Regions from separate parts of the Hordeum vulgare genome. Here regions 2 and 3 are each linked to region 1. A link is a contact called in public Hi-C data. All regions are on one chromosome and are shown on one strand. The core of a region is the stretch at or near the end of the contact, and the rest is flanking DNA. Distances in the headings are between cores, read along the strand shown. Region 1 holds the start of LOC123444079 (ubiquitin-conjugating enzyme E2 36). Region 2 holds the start of LOC123444077. Region 3 holds the start of LOC123444082 (dof zinc finger protein DOF1.5-like).

Region 1 (4,452 bases), core at 399-2,898:
TACTTCGCATCCGCCCTGTTTTCTTTTTGGATCGGCCATGCGTCCAACACGGGCGGCCCATTTTACGTCCGTAAATTTAGATTTAAAAGGCCCCCAGCCATAGATCATGCCAACGCCCAAGAGTTCATATCGACACCATGCCAGGGGCCGGCATACATTGCCAGCCTATAGAAAACCACCATGCAGTTCGACACACATGCCAACACACCAAAATGGGCGGGAATTCGACCACGCCATGTCGGCCCATGGTCATGCCAGCACACTTGCCGGCATACAAAAAAGGGACGGTGATCTCCGTCGCAGATCATAGCTGGTCGAACTTGAGCATTTCGGTCTACATCTTCTCGAACCATAGCCTCTTCCTCGGCGACACGGTGTTCACATCAACATTCATGATCTCCACACACGTCTTCATGCTTGTGAGGGCCACTTCTTTCGCCTTGGTCTTGGCATTGGCGGCCTCAATCTCCTCCTCCTCGAGGTCGTAGTCCTCCGGGAATTCATGGTCGAGTGGGAAGCCATCTAGACCGACCTGGTCTTGCATGAAGGCGTCATGCATGTCATGTGGATCATTGGTGGCTTGCGTGAATGACGCTCGACCGTCGTGTCTTTGAGTCTCATCGAGATCGTAGGCAGCCGCGGAGTAACCACCAGCCGTCGGTGCACCGTTTTCGAAGATCATGTTCTCGAGGAAACGGTTGCCGGTGAGCGTGTCGACTAGCATCTCGCGCTGGCGTTTCCTTGTGCCTCCGGACGATGATCCGCCTGCCACCGACGTGGCGTTGAGGTCGATGGTCATTGACGCGGGCGTGGAAGGGGCCACAATGCTCACCTCCAGCAAGCATTCCTCGGAGAAGTGGCTGCCTTGCGGGTAGATGTGGAAGCCGGGAATCGGCTACGTGGAAGACGTGCGCGGCGACTTCGACCGCATCATCCAAGGATATGCTGATGAGCCCGTGCTGGCTACGACTGCGGCAACATCGGCGTTGACAAGCCCGTGCTGGCTAGGGTTTACCCCTAGGTACAACAAGGCATCCCTCGCTACCGCCTTCACCCGGGCATTGGTGTCTTTCTCATGCGCGGCGACGGCGATGGCGACGACGGCAACTGCCTCGCCCCTTGCATCCTGCGCGTGCCTCCGGTCCTTCCTCTTGGTCGACTCCACGGCCCGCTCCTCGGGCGTCAACTCCTTCTTCTTCTTGGACACAGGCGGTCTTGCAGGGGGCGCGGGGCTTGCCTCTGCCTGCGGGGGTGACGCCGGACGATGCGAGGGAGGCGAGGCCGGCGGCGGCCTCGAGGTCGTCGTCCATGGCGGTGGGAGCAGGCGCGGGAGCGAGCGGGAGGGTTTAGGGAAAGTGGAGGGAAAAAGTGGCCACTTTGCTGCCGACTGGGGGGCCAAGTATGGGAATAGGCGAGGGTCGTGCGCGTCCGTTTCGTGTCCGTGCCGATGCAAATCAAGCTCAAAATTGGGTTGGGAATGGGTCGGCACGCGGATAAAAAACGAACGCGTTTTTGTTTGGATCGGCGCGTTGGGTCAACTTTTTATACGAACCTAAATAGACGACGAAGGATCAAATGGATCATTCGTTGGAGTTGCTCTAAATACCCTATATCATAGGGATAAAACTCAAGCAATACTAGTGGCACTCTGGAATGGAATAAAGCAACAGATGTATTCTCCACCTTTAGCAGAACCGCGTCCGTGCGTATAATAGGGAGCATCCACCCGCACTGCCTCCCCCGTGTTCTTCCCCCATCCCAACTGACGCCTCCTCCGCACGAAACACCGGCGCCGCACTCATCGGAGAGGAGGAAGCTCCTGCCCCGGCTCGATCCGATGGCCAACAGCAACCTCCCGCGACGAATCATCAAGGTGAGCTTCCGATCTGATCATCCCACCACAGATCTCTCGACTCCTTCGATCCGACCCGTCTTTCTTTCTTTTCTTTTCGAGTCTAACTTTTTGGGGTTTCCGTGTGGTTGGATCTACGCAGGAGACGCAGAGACTCCTCAGCGAGCCAGGTGCGGGCGCTTTTCAATCTGCCGTTTCGTTGGATTCTGGCGAGGTGTTGCATTTCTGGGTTTTGATTCCCGTTCTTTGAATGGTTTGTTTGTGCAGCTCCGGGGATTAGCGCTTCGCCCTCGGAGGAGAACATGCGGTATTTCAACGTCATGATCCTTGGGCCGGCGCAGTCGCCCTACGAAGGTATTTCTTCTTAACACACGATAGTGATGTTGTTTGTGATATTCTAAGGTAGCGATTAGTGAATCAAGATACTCTGTTCAAAGCCTTTTTGTTAAAAATGGTTGTGTTGGAATTATGGATGGCGGAGGTTGTGCTGTTTGATCAGTCTGGTGATGTGGCCGTGTCAGTTTTAGTTTATTCCTCTGTCGGGAAGTTGTCATGTTTGATGAGTCTTAAGTTCTCTCTTTAGTATGTACTCCTAATCAGTAATGTTGGAGGGCTAATTACTAGTAGTATTGTTTCAGGGATAGATTTTTGCTACTTGCTCCAAGCTTATTTGTAATGTCACTTATTTCCATGGTCAACATTGTATTGATACGCATAGTGTAACATATTTGCTTGCTTCCCTTTGGTGTTATTCGAGCCACCTGTATGCCATACGAGAAAATGCCTCTCATCTTTGAATTGCAGAGATTTGTTAATTTAACCTAGTGAACGTACTTCCAATTATGGAAGTGAACGATAGCTGAATATTCTGCTTACCAATCTTGGTTTTGCTGTTTATACGGATTACCTTATCTTCTGCATGATATAGGCACGTTTTGTGCTGAAGTGTTAGCATTCTACTCCCTCTGTTTCTAAATGCAAGTCTTTATTGAGATTTCAATACGGACTACATACGGATGTATATAGACGTACTTTAGAGTGTACATTCACTCATTTTGCTTGTATGTAGTTTATATTGGAATCTCTAAAACGACATATATTTAGGAACGGAGTATTTATTGACCGACTTGCTTTCTTACATTGTTCCCCTTTGCTTATCTTGCTTATCTATTGGGCAGGGGGAGTTTTTAAGCTGGAACTATTTTTACCCGAGGAATATCCGATGGCTGCCCCAAAGGTAATAATCTGTAGATGAGATTTGGTTAATGTTTTCAATGCAACTATCAGACCTGTACACTTTTTACATAATTATGTTGTATTCAGAATTGTACAGTGTGATTTCCTTTTTGACCAATATATGGCTGATTTCCTCTTTCGCCAATATGGCTTCAACTTTCTTCTGCATAGTTCAGTACTTATGTTCAAGGGCTGGTCAATTGCATTTACATAACTTCGGTGGCGTTTCCAGCTTCGGATAATCAAAAAAGTGATTGATAGATTGATTTGCGTGCAAGTTGTTTGAAATCTCATGTCTAAATGTTTGTGCACATTTGTTGTGTTACTGACTGCTTTATATGTCCTGGAGGTGGTACTATATTATCACATCAACCTTATTTCCTTGTTTAGATAACTTTAGCTGCTTGATTGGACATTCCATATTAGAAACGATGGAGTGTGGGACATGTGTGGCATAATGATTAACCTATCAGGACAGTTAAGTGGGTTAGCAGAAAGCTCAGCAAAATTATCACTTGCACTAAAATCCTTCTCAAAGGCTTATGTCAAAGGTTATTTCTATATATTAGTCTAGTGGTTGTCATGGTTCTAAATGTACTTCTAGTGGTTGCCATTTTTCTATTGGTTGTGCACTGTTAAAGAGGTCCTTAAATTTCTCTTATTTGCTTGGCCGTTTGACACTAGAAATATTAGTCTATTCTGATTTTGTATTTCCTTAATTTTACAATGTAATTTTTATGGAAGGATGAATAAGTAGCACTTAACTTGTGAAGCAATTGCTACTGGATTACAGTCTCACCCTTCCTTTGGTCTCTATAAAACTGCACACTGCTATATACCATTTCTAATGCTTATATGTTGGTGGACATTTATACTTTGCTTGTTGGTAGCGCAGGTTAGGTTTCTGACCAAAATATATCATCCCAACATTGACAAGGTAAGCAGGCATGTTTCTTCAGTGTTATGTTACTTTCTCCAGCAATGATTATTCCTTAACGGATTACACCTGTAGCTTGGTAGGATATGCCTTGACATTCTCAAGGATAAATGGAGTCCGGCTCTTCAGATTCGAACAGTTCTTTTGAGGTAACTTGGCATTTCATAAACAAACAGATTCGAACAGTTTATACTTGCATTGCCGCCCCTTGACTTTTTTCTGGTTTCAGTATCCAGGCACTCTTAAGTGCACCAAATCCAGATGACCCTCTCTCTGAAAACATTGCCAAGCACTGGAAATCCAATGAGGCAGAAGCTGTTGAAACAGGTAAACGTAGCTAACGAGTCTGATAATGTTCTCCCATTTGCCCTTGGGCTATAATATCTGAACTAATTTCTGTTCTGGCGTTTGCAGCGAAGGAGTGGAC
Region 2 (4,272 bases), core at 1,633-4,132, 180 kb after region 1:
TTCAAGGCTGAAGATCTGGAAAACTAATAGACTTAGTAGTAGCATGTGTGGCACCCGCACTACTACTACTAGTTAGTTGTAGCGCCCTAGTAGTAGCGTGGGTAGCGCGGCTACCAGTAGTCCTTTACCCCATGCTATTACTAGGCTTCTTCCTTGTAGTGTCAAGTTTGACGCTTTGGTGTCTCATATAGGGGAATTATTCTTTTGATGGGGGACAACATTTACATCGGTAGTGAGGCGTCTATGATGACTTCATCGATCTCAAGACTCGTTGGCCCATTCTTTCATATGTGTGTTCATAGGGATAGGCGTGAGTGTTTGCTAGTGTCTCCGGATGTAACGTTTTCCTTGAAAAACATCTTACAAAAATTAAAAGATACATTCAAATATTGAGATGTCAGGGTTGTTCGGTTGGGCTTAAGTTATGACTTATGGTTTTCTGCCATAATCAATAAGCCTCTTTTAGATTACTAGCAAAAGGGCCCATGCGTTGCAACGGGAGAAAGAAATACCACACGGCACACGCTCTTAATTTATAAAAAATGTCTATAATTTGAGAATTTATAGTTACGATACAAATAAAGATGGTCTTATCCTACAAAAATGCAGTTCAAAATTTCACGGGTCTTCTATTTTAACATGGTTTGCATGTAGATTTAATACGTACAAAGAATCAGTCAAGTGACCTTCAGTTTCATCTCTAATCCTGATTTTGTTGACGTGTTCATCCCCAACCCAGATGAGTACCGGTATGAAAGAAAGACGAAACTTATTTATTAAGATTGCACCCTAGATAGTATTTTTATTAAACGTTTAACAGATAAAATAATATCATATTTAAATTCTACATATTTTTCTAATCAAATTCCATGTATAATATGTTAAATTTGAAGTTACGGTTTAAAAGAAATGAGTATTTAAAAAAATATTTAATATATACTACGAGTTTAATGTTATAAACAGTAAGTGCTTTTTTGTAAAATCATCTCGGTGGGTTTTCCGACGGAAGCGATAGCCACTTTATTATTAAGTATAGATAAATCAAAAACCAAAAGCCATGAGTTAAGCCTAAACAAACGCCCCCATCGATTTCTTTCCTACATTTAGCAATGATGCTTTGTGAGCGAAACTCGTTTTCAACTCTGCACATCCGTCTAAGAGGAGTAAACTTGTTAAAATCTGAAAGTTTGTAAAAACAGTACCAAAATGTCATCAATGTAGACCAAAAAATGGCTAGAACCTCGATTTTGGGTAGCAAATTGTCGCCTTGGAGAAGGAAACATCGAAGATGACCAGTATAACATTGTAAGTCAGATCAAAAGAAGTTGGGGAACATAATTATCACATGCTCCCCGAGTTCGAAGCTAGCCAAATTTCATCGTTCAAAACTAGAGTGGGAGAATCAAGGCGCGCATCCCTTACGTCCACTCCGCAAGATGGCGACACCGAGACAAGCATGCACAAAAAAATATCTTAAGCCAAAAAAACACATCGGAAGACACATAAATCTTCACACGCCTTTGAACAATGCCAAGAAGCATAATTGAAACACCATCTGGATGGAAAGGACTTATTCCATTTCGTTGGCGACGACATCACTGATGATTAGAAACCGAAACCGAAACCTAAACTAAAACCCTTACCTAGCACCACCGGTTCAAAACAGCGGGGTCCCCGCCCTCTCCCGTAGTCGAAGTGGCGAAGAAAGGGAAACGAGGCCCGTGATCTCACTGGTGAGAAGGTAGATCGCCGCCATTGCCATAGCTCATAGGATTTCAAGAGAAAGAGAGAGAGAGAGGGGGGAGAAGGACGTGCGAACTTTGCGTGTTTTGGTAGACATTAGGGATGGCACCCGCAGGGTATGGGTATGGGTGGAGCCTCCCGATACCCTTACCCGCCCCGTCTGATATTACCCATCACCCTTACCCATACCCGTCAATGGGTACAATTTTTTCCATACCCGTTACCCGACAGGGTAGATGGGTACCCGCGGGTAAAAATACCCATATTTGCAAAACATCAATTTAAAAAACTTATAGTTATAAACTGCATTGTATCATATAGTTTATAAAGATAGATTATAGCTACGACACATACTTATAAAACAACATCATGTAGTCATAAACAACAACTCATAGACATACACTTTCAATTCATAAATTATTGATATCGTGTAGATTGTAGAGATAATTTTGAGTTTAGATAGATTTTATATGGGTATACGGGTATATGGGTATGGGTTATATGATCCCATACCCATACCCGCTCTATCCGATGGGTTTCTGATTTTCCTATTTATATATCCATGGATAAATTTTTGTCACATACCATTATCCTAATAGGATTTTTACCCGCACGATACGTGGGTAATGGGTACCCATTGCCATCCCTAGTAGACGTATACGCCTCCAGTGCCAAACTATAATTCCCCAGCGATGAGAGAGGATCGCGGTGATGCCGACGGCTCTAATATGCTACCGATACCGGGCACATCTCGCCATCAAAACCAGTGTCACAACCTGCATCGCAACACGCATTACTTTTGTAAAATCACGCACATGACTCACGAGGCGGAGACTTAGAGACGGCGACACCGCACCCAAACCAAACCAAACCAACCAGGCCGTCTCCCGTCTGATCCGAAAACGATCGTCCAGCAAGGCATCCCAACGGCCGATCCTCCCCCGCTGCCCGTCCGTCAGCAGTAAACAAAAACAAGCACCGCCACATCCAAGCCGAGCCGAACCAGCTCGAGCAGATCGGCCCCGCATCTCACTCGCCCCGAAGTCCACCCACGCCCCCGCTTTCCCCACTTGTCCCCGTCGCCCTCCCCCCATTTTTATTGCTCCCCACGCCTCGATCTCGCCTCGCCTCGCCTCGCCTCTGATTCTGAATTCTGATTGGCCTCCCCTATTTTTTTTCCCCCCGGCACCCTCTGTTTCACCCTGCTTTTTCCCCTTTGCCCGCTTTGCTTCCACTCCTTCTCACTCGCCCCTCTTTCCTCGCCCCTTCCTCCGCTTCGGATTCCCTCCCATCCCGTCCCACCCCGGCTCCCTCGCCCGCGTCGCGCACCAACCCAAAACCCTAGCCAGCCAGCCCGCGCGCCCATGGCGTCGTCTCCCGCTCGCCCTGCCGCCGCCTCCGTCTCCGGCGCCTTCGGCCTCCCCCCCGACGCCCGCTGCTCCTTCGACCAAACCCGCCGCCGCGCCGAGGTACGTCCCGTCTCTCTCTCTCTCTCTCTCTCTCTCTCTCTCTATCTGTGTGTGTGTGTGTGTGTGTGTGTGTGTGTGTTTCGCCGTCCATCTCCCTACTGCTACTAGCACCGCGCGGGGTTCCTCGATCTCGGGGGTTGATGCGTTTGTGAGCGGGGGAAGCAGGATTCGCAGGACAAGAGGCAGCTGGTGCGGACGTTCGTCAACGTGTACGGACAGGAGGGGTACCCCAAGGACGCCGTCATGGCGGCCGTCGAGGAGTGCATGAGGAAGCAGGCCGAGGGGCTGCTGCATTCGCTCGAGGGCATCGGCGGCAGGCTCTCGCAGCTCGAGCTCTACTGCTACAAGCTCGAGCGGTCCATCGGGGAGCTGCGCAGCGACGTCATGGACTACCACAGCGAGGGCACCGTCAACTTCCGCTGCCTCGACAAGAACCTCAGACAGGTACGTGCCCTGCTCTGCCTCCAGATCCGCGCACGCGCAGCCAATTACTGCAAAATGCCTTGCTCTCGTCTCGAGTACCCCCACGGCCCTGTTAGTCCAGGCTGTGGAAATCACTATTCAGATTTCACCATTGATGAATATACCTCGGAATTTGCGTTTCACGTTTGTCTTGTGTGGTGCTTAAGGAGTCACAGTGGAACACTTTCACGAGCTGCCATTCCTAAACTACGTACGGTGGAGTCAGACTTACTGTTCTCGTGAGGCTTGGGTCATTTTTCGTCACATTATGAATAGGTAGGTCTCTCAGCTGAACTATCGTTTCTTCTGTTGACCAGGTTCAGAAAGCCGTGCAGATGCTTCAGGATAAGCATGAGCCGGCCGACACGGCGCAGCAACTGGCCAAACTTCAAATAGCGCATGAATTCCCTGCTAGAACAAATGAAGCCACTGCCTTGTCGATGCTTGCTGCAAGGGAAAATGTCAACGATCACAGCACACAATTCACAAACCCTGAGGTTTCTTTTGTGCCAATTCACCAAGTTAATGCCATGCAGTCTCCTGCTATGCCGAACCAAAGTAGCGGCGGTTATATTCTGCAGCAACTGGTGCCCGTCTC
Region 3 (4,714 bases), core at 1,752-4,251, 230 kb before region 1:
TGCTAAATATAATCTATGATATCATTTTATAAGATTGCAGTCTGTGGTCAAAATTGACGGCTTTCATAGCCCGTCTGTCAGATAGATAGACAGACCTGCAAGCAAAGATATCTTTCTTATGATCTTTCAGACAAACCATTCTAGTCCTGACTTACACTGGACTTTGCCTGGTCTGTTCAGACCTGATTCTGTTTTCACCTATATAACTCTGGCAGTTCATGATTCATGATGACAAGTATGACCTGTTCAAATTCTTTGTATTGCTAATCTGCCTTGTATTAGGGGCTTAGCCAAAACGAAGACGAAAAAACTAATGGTTCATCATCTAAAAACAAGCTCTCTTCCATTCATTACAAGTTACAACAGACTTTTACCGCGTTTAGAAATTGCTTGTAATAAGTGTAACATCTAAACTCATCCTGGAATGCTTGCAGGGGCGCTGCGGCACAGCCAAGATTGCTTATTCCAATGGTTCTTGTGATGATGTACAATCGATGGAATGCGTAAGTAGATCAAGTCTTTTAAATTATTTGCTACTGAAATATTTCCATAATATGTCGAACAAACAAACAAAAAACTTACATGCATGTTTGCCTTTGCTTTTCTGATGCAGGATACTAGTTCCAGATTACGGTTTCATGCACCTGGAGTTGATACCCATGCTCGTTGGGTTTTTCACCTACAAGATTGCAATGTTTACTCAAGCGATTCAGGAATCAATACCTGATGTTGGAAACCGCGAAGCTTGAACGCTGCTTTGGCTAATAGAAGAACAGAGAGAAGGTTGTTGCCCTGAGGGGAGATTGGTCACCATTCATCAATATAGTAAGGGGCCGAGCTTCATCCATCCTTTCTTGGGCACGATAGCACAGCATGTGCCCATGCCATGTCAGCCATAATTTTATGCCGCCATGACTGTACTGTACCCCTTCCGACAGTTGGAAGGATTTTAAAGATTTATTTATGCTCATCCTGCCCTTTAAGCAGCATAACTAGGCATTGCAATGCATGATTCTACACGTTTTTAAATGAAGTACTGTAACTTGATTATGTTCAATGCTGATCCCACTCTTGTTATTTTTCTCAGGTTCTATTAAGGTTTTGGAAGAGTGTAATCTGCAGCCTGGAGATTTCGCCAAGTACTAAATCAGATTCAGGCCGACGATACTGTCTGAACATATCGACTGATTAACAGCATTCCGCTGAAAAAGTTTACATGACTGTGCGAAGGGAAGCTGGCATACAGGATTACAGGTGTGCTGTCAAATACTACAAGTTGTGTACAATGTACGCCTCTGAACTTTTGGTGCATTGACCCCGAATCACATGCCATGGTTGAGTCGACATTTAATTTGAGCATTTAACATTATGTGCACAAGGAGGTCGGCAGGACTCGGATCAGTACAGAATGTAAATAGTGAGGGTTGTTAGTACAGTACAATACAGTAGCTCCGGAAGCTCTCTTTTACAAAGTATAGTAAAAAAATGTTATTATTTCCGTGGACCATGCTCAAATGCCAAACTGGAACGCGGCATGCATGTGTGAGTTCCTCAGTAGGCTGCAGGCCTGCACCAGCACCAGCACCAGCACCATGTGATGAAGTGATGATCATGCACCGGTGGTGGAGGACTTTTTGTTTAGAAATGACATGAATATGATGCTTATCGTTGACAATGAGAAGAAGAACACGTAAAGAAATTGACACTATGTCATCATCACTACCGGGAATAGCTAAAAGCTAAAAGTGGAGGTGATGAAGCTTGCCTGTTTGCAGTAGTAGTAGTTGGGATAGTGCAAACCTTCTCAGGTAGATGCCTCCTTTCTTCTTCTTGCTAGCGGATAGATTCCTCTGGCCCTGCGTTGATGCCATAGGCATTTAAGTACAAGAACGCACCACCTACCACGTATACATTCCATTTAAGCTGCGCATCTGCAGCAAACTCAACTCAAGAGGAGCGTGTCACCGATTACACGTGATCCATTGAATGGCCCCCTGCCCTCCCTGCACTGCATCTAATAGCTGAATGCAGAGGACAAGGAGAGGAGAAACTTGGGGCAGCAAAAGGGAGGAAGAAAAAAGATGAATCATCATCATCATTGCCACGGCTCACAGTGAAGGGGTACATTCATTTCAACGAGTAGGGACTAGTATTTTTTTTTTCAAACTTTTCCTCTCTTTCATTCATTCGACGGGAGTATCTCTTTCATTGCTGGCCGTGTCCGCATCCTTCCGGCCACCCAAAAGAATCCTAACATGGTATCGAAATGGAACAACCTACATCAATAATAATAAATTCCCCCCAAAAACAAAGAGCCAAAAAAGTGTCTCTGACGCGTGGGCCCGGAAGAGCGGAGGAGGAGGAGGGAGGGAGCAAAGCATTGCTCCAGGCAGCTCCACCACGCACGCGACGACGCGAGTTCCCGGAAAGGCTCCTACGACCGCGAGTCAACGCTCTCCGCTGCTGCTGCTGCTGCCCCTTCCTCGGAGGTGGAGGCGGTCGCCGAGGCCGCGGCGGCGGCCGATCGGGCGGTGGGCCGGGGCCTGCGGCGGCCGGGGGAGGCGGTGGCGACGCGGCGGAGCGCGCCGCCGGCCGTCCAGTAGCGGCGGCAGGCGCGGCAGAGGTGACGCGGCTGCCGCACGTTGTAGTTGTTGAAGTAGCAGAACTTGGTCTCCCTGCTCCCGCACCTCGGGCATGGCAGCGGCTCGCCGCCCCCGACCGTGGCCTGCTGCGTCGTCGACGGAGCAGGAGGAGGAGGAGGCGGGGGCGAGGGCGTTGGCGTTGGCGTTGGCGCTGTGCTCTCTCCCGTGGAGATGGAGATGGAGACGGAGGCGGCGCGGTGGGCCTCGGGCTGGATGACCTGGCCGAAGAGCTTGAAGCCGGAGGCGTCGGCGTTGGTGGTGGTGGCGTGGGTGGGGAGGTTCGCCATGGAGGCAGGGGAGGGAGGTGGTGGTGTGTAAGAAAGTGCCCCCCTATATAGAGGAGGAGGCGGCGGTGGTCAATCCCCCCCCCCCCCCCCCTCGCTTTTCACTCATGCTTGCTTTGCTTAATAAACCTGACTTCTTTGTGTGACATGGGTGATGGCCGGCCCCATCTCTTTCCCCTTCTGGATATTTTCACCTTTTTTGTTTTATTATTATTTATTTATTTAATACTCATAAATATAGTACTACTGTGAAGCAATTTAATCTTGGACGGGCGGATATGAATGGAGTCATGGGCCATGCATGGTGAGTGATGCGTGCATTCATTTCAGCGCACACACGCGTAAAAGAATTCCATGGGAAGTGTGGCATCATGTGACGCCCTGGATTTGGCCCGAGCCTGTTCAAAGTACTTTACCAATGAGTGCAACTTTCCACGCTTTTATCGCATTCCAATCGTGTTGACTTCCGTGATCCATCTATATATATTCCTCTTGTCGTTTGACTTTTCAAACTTCTTGCGGTGATCCGCTCATGAGTGGAACGGACTCAACCGATGAAGCACTGTGAAGCAACAACAGGGGAGGGAGGGGAGCGTATTTGCCGCCCGTCGTTGACCCAGATTCTCTTTTGTTTTGCGCGTGACGTTTCCGTGCCCTGCAAAGCAAAGCAAAGCAAAAAAAGGTACTAGTAGGAGTAGAAGATTTGTGCTGGGCCAATACGTGTGCGGCGCCCGGATACGGGGCATCTCCCCCGACCCCGAGCGTGACGAGGACACAAGAATTATATGGCCGCGCCCATCGGTCTCACCTCTCTCTAATCGAAATGGCAAATGTCCGTGGCAACCCGCACGTCAGGATCTTGGACTACTACTACATAGTACAGTATACTCCCACAAGGTTAGGCACGACGACCGAAGATATAGCCAGCGATGTCACCGTCTACCGATATACACGGGCGGGCCCGTCGTATGTACACAAAGATTGAACGAAATCCAGCAGATAAAAAGGTTGAGGTGACGCGTCGGGTCCGTCGAACTGATTAGGTTCGGCAGGGCTTGATTTTTTCCGCCGGGCCTGTTTTGCCCAGTCGATCAGCCGGAAATCCGTTACCGGTACCTTCAAGGCAAAACGAAACGTGTACTGGTACTCCTGTGCGTGACCGTGCGTGCTTGCATGTCTTGCTACCATTGCAGCACAACGATCTGATAATAATTCTCCTAGAGAGGAACCGATAACGATTGGAGAGCTTTTTTTGTTGGTAGGTTACTTTTCGTATGGGCTTTCTTGCCAAATGTGCCTACATAAAGATACCGCAGTGTTTTTGGTTGTCAAGTCAACTCGCCAAGGTTGGCTTGCTTGCTACTCCCCCGGGGGTAGAAAAGTTTACCCTGGCCGACATCATCAAACCATTTTGCTAATGGTAATGAAAAGCGAGAGCTTGTCCTTTGTCTGACGTTGCACTCCAACTGAGTTGAAGCACGTACGTCTCACAAGAAACTGGGCTTTGATCCAGTTTTTATTTAGAGGATAAAAACTGAAACAAATCGTTTTCTTACGCAAGTATTGTATACGTATATAAAAGGAATAGATCGTTGTTTGGCTAAGAATCGATCAGTCAGTATTACACTCGCTTTTAAATATGCTGCCGTCCCGGTATAGAAATGAGCCCCCAGTATGTGTACATAGTGTACTGTAAAAGTAGTATACGTGCGTTGATTTGATTTAATTTGTTATAACTAAGGTCCTGTTTGGAACCATCCAGATTATATAATCTGGTTTTATAATCTA

The links. A called contact is a pair of places that touch in the nucleus more often than the background predicts.
Region 2: a Hi-C map of leaf shows a contact between it and region 1, with 2.3 times the contacts expected there. The contact joins the promoter of LOC123444077 here to the promoter of LOC123444079 in region 1. A contact is called at or near these places in 2 of 6 Hi-C or Micro-C datasets (leaf and seedling).
Region 3: a contact with region 1 is called in a Hi-C map of leaf, with 5 times the contacts expected there. The contact joins the promoter of LOC123444082 here to the promoter of LOC123444079 in region 1. A contact is called at or near these places in 4 of 6 Hi-C or Micro-C datasets (leaf and seedling) and 1 of 1 datasets of contacts at active chromatin or transcription factors (embryo).

What each region holds. Positions count from the first base shown.
Region 1 is chr3H:424,987,067-424,991,518 of MorexV3_pseudomolecules_assembly, reverse strand. LOC123444079 (ubiquitin-conjugating enzyme E2 36) reads left to right here and starts at 1,648. Exons shown (of 8, transcript XM_045120691.1): 1 at 1,648-1,873; 2 at 1,995-2,022; 3 at 2,120-2,206; 4 at 3,031-3,089; 5 at 3,984-4,025; 6 at 4,101-4,174; 7 at 4,255-4,352; 8 at 4,440-4,452. The coding sequence starts at 1,838.
Region 2 is chr3H:424,807,347-424,811,618 of MorexV3_pseudomolecules_assembly, reverse strand. It overlaps LOC123444077, which reads left to right and starts at 2,882. Exons shown (of 3, transcript XM_045120685.1): 1 at 2,882-3,212; 2 at 3,378-3,656; 3 at 3,992-4,272. The coding sequence starts at 3,108.
Region 3 is chr3H:425,214,890-425,219,603 of MorexV3_pseudomolecules_assembly, reverse strand. LOC123444082 (dof zinc finger protein DOF1.5-like) reads right to left here and starts at 3,001. Exons shown (of 1, transcript XM_045120694.1): 1 at 2,078-3,001. The coding sequence starts at 2,929. The coding sequence ends at 2,435. It overlaps LOC123444081 (protein CONSERVED ONLY IN THE GREEN LINEAGE 160, chloroplastic-like), which reads left to right. Exons shown (of 10, transcript XM_045120693.1): 8 at 435-503; 9 at 614-825; 10 at 1,088-1,498. The coding sequence ends at 749.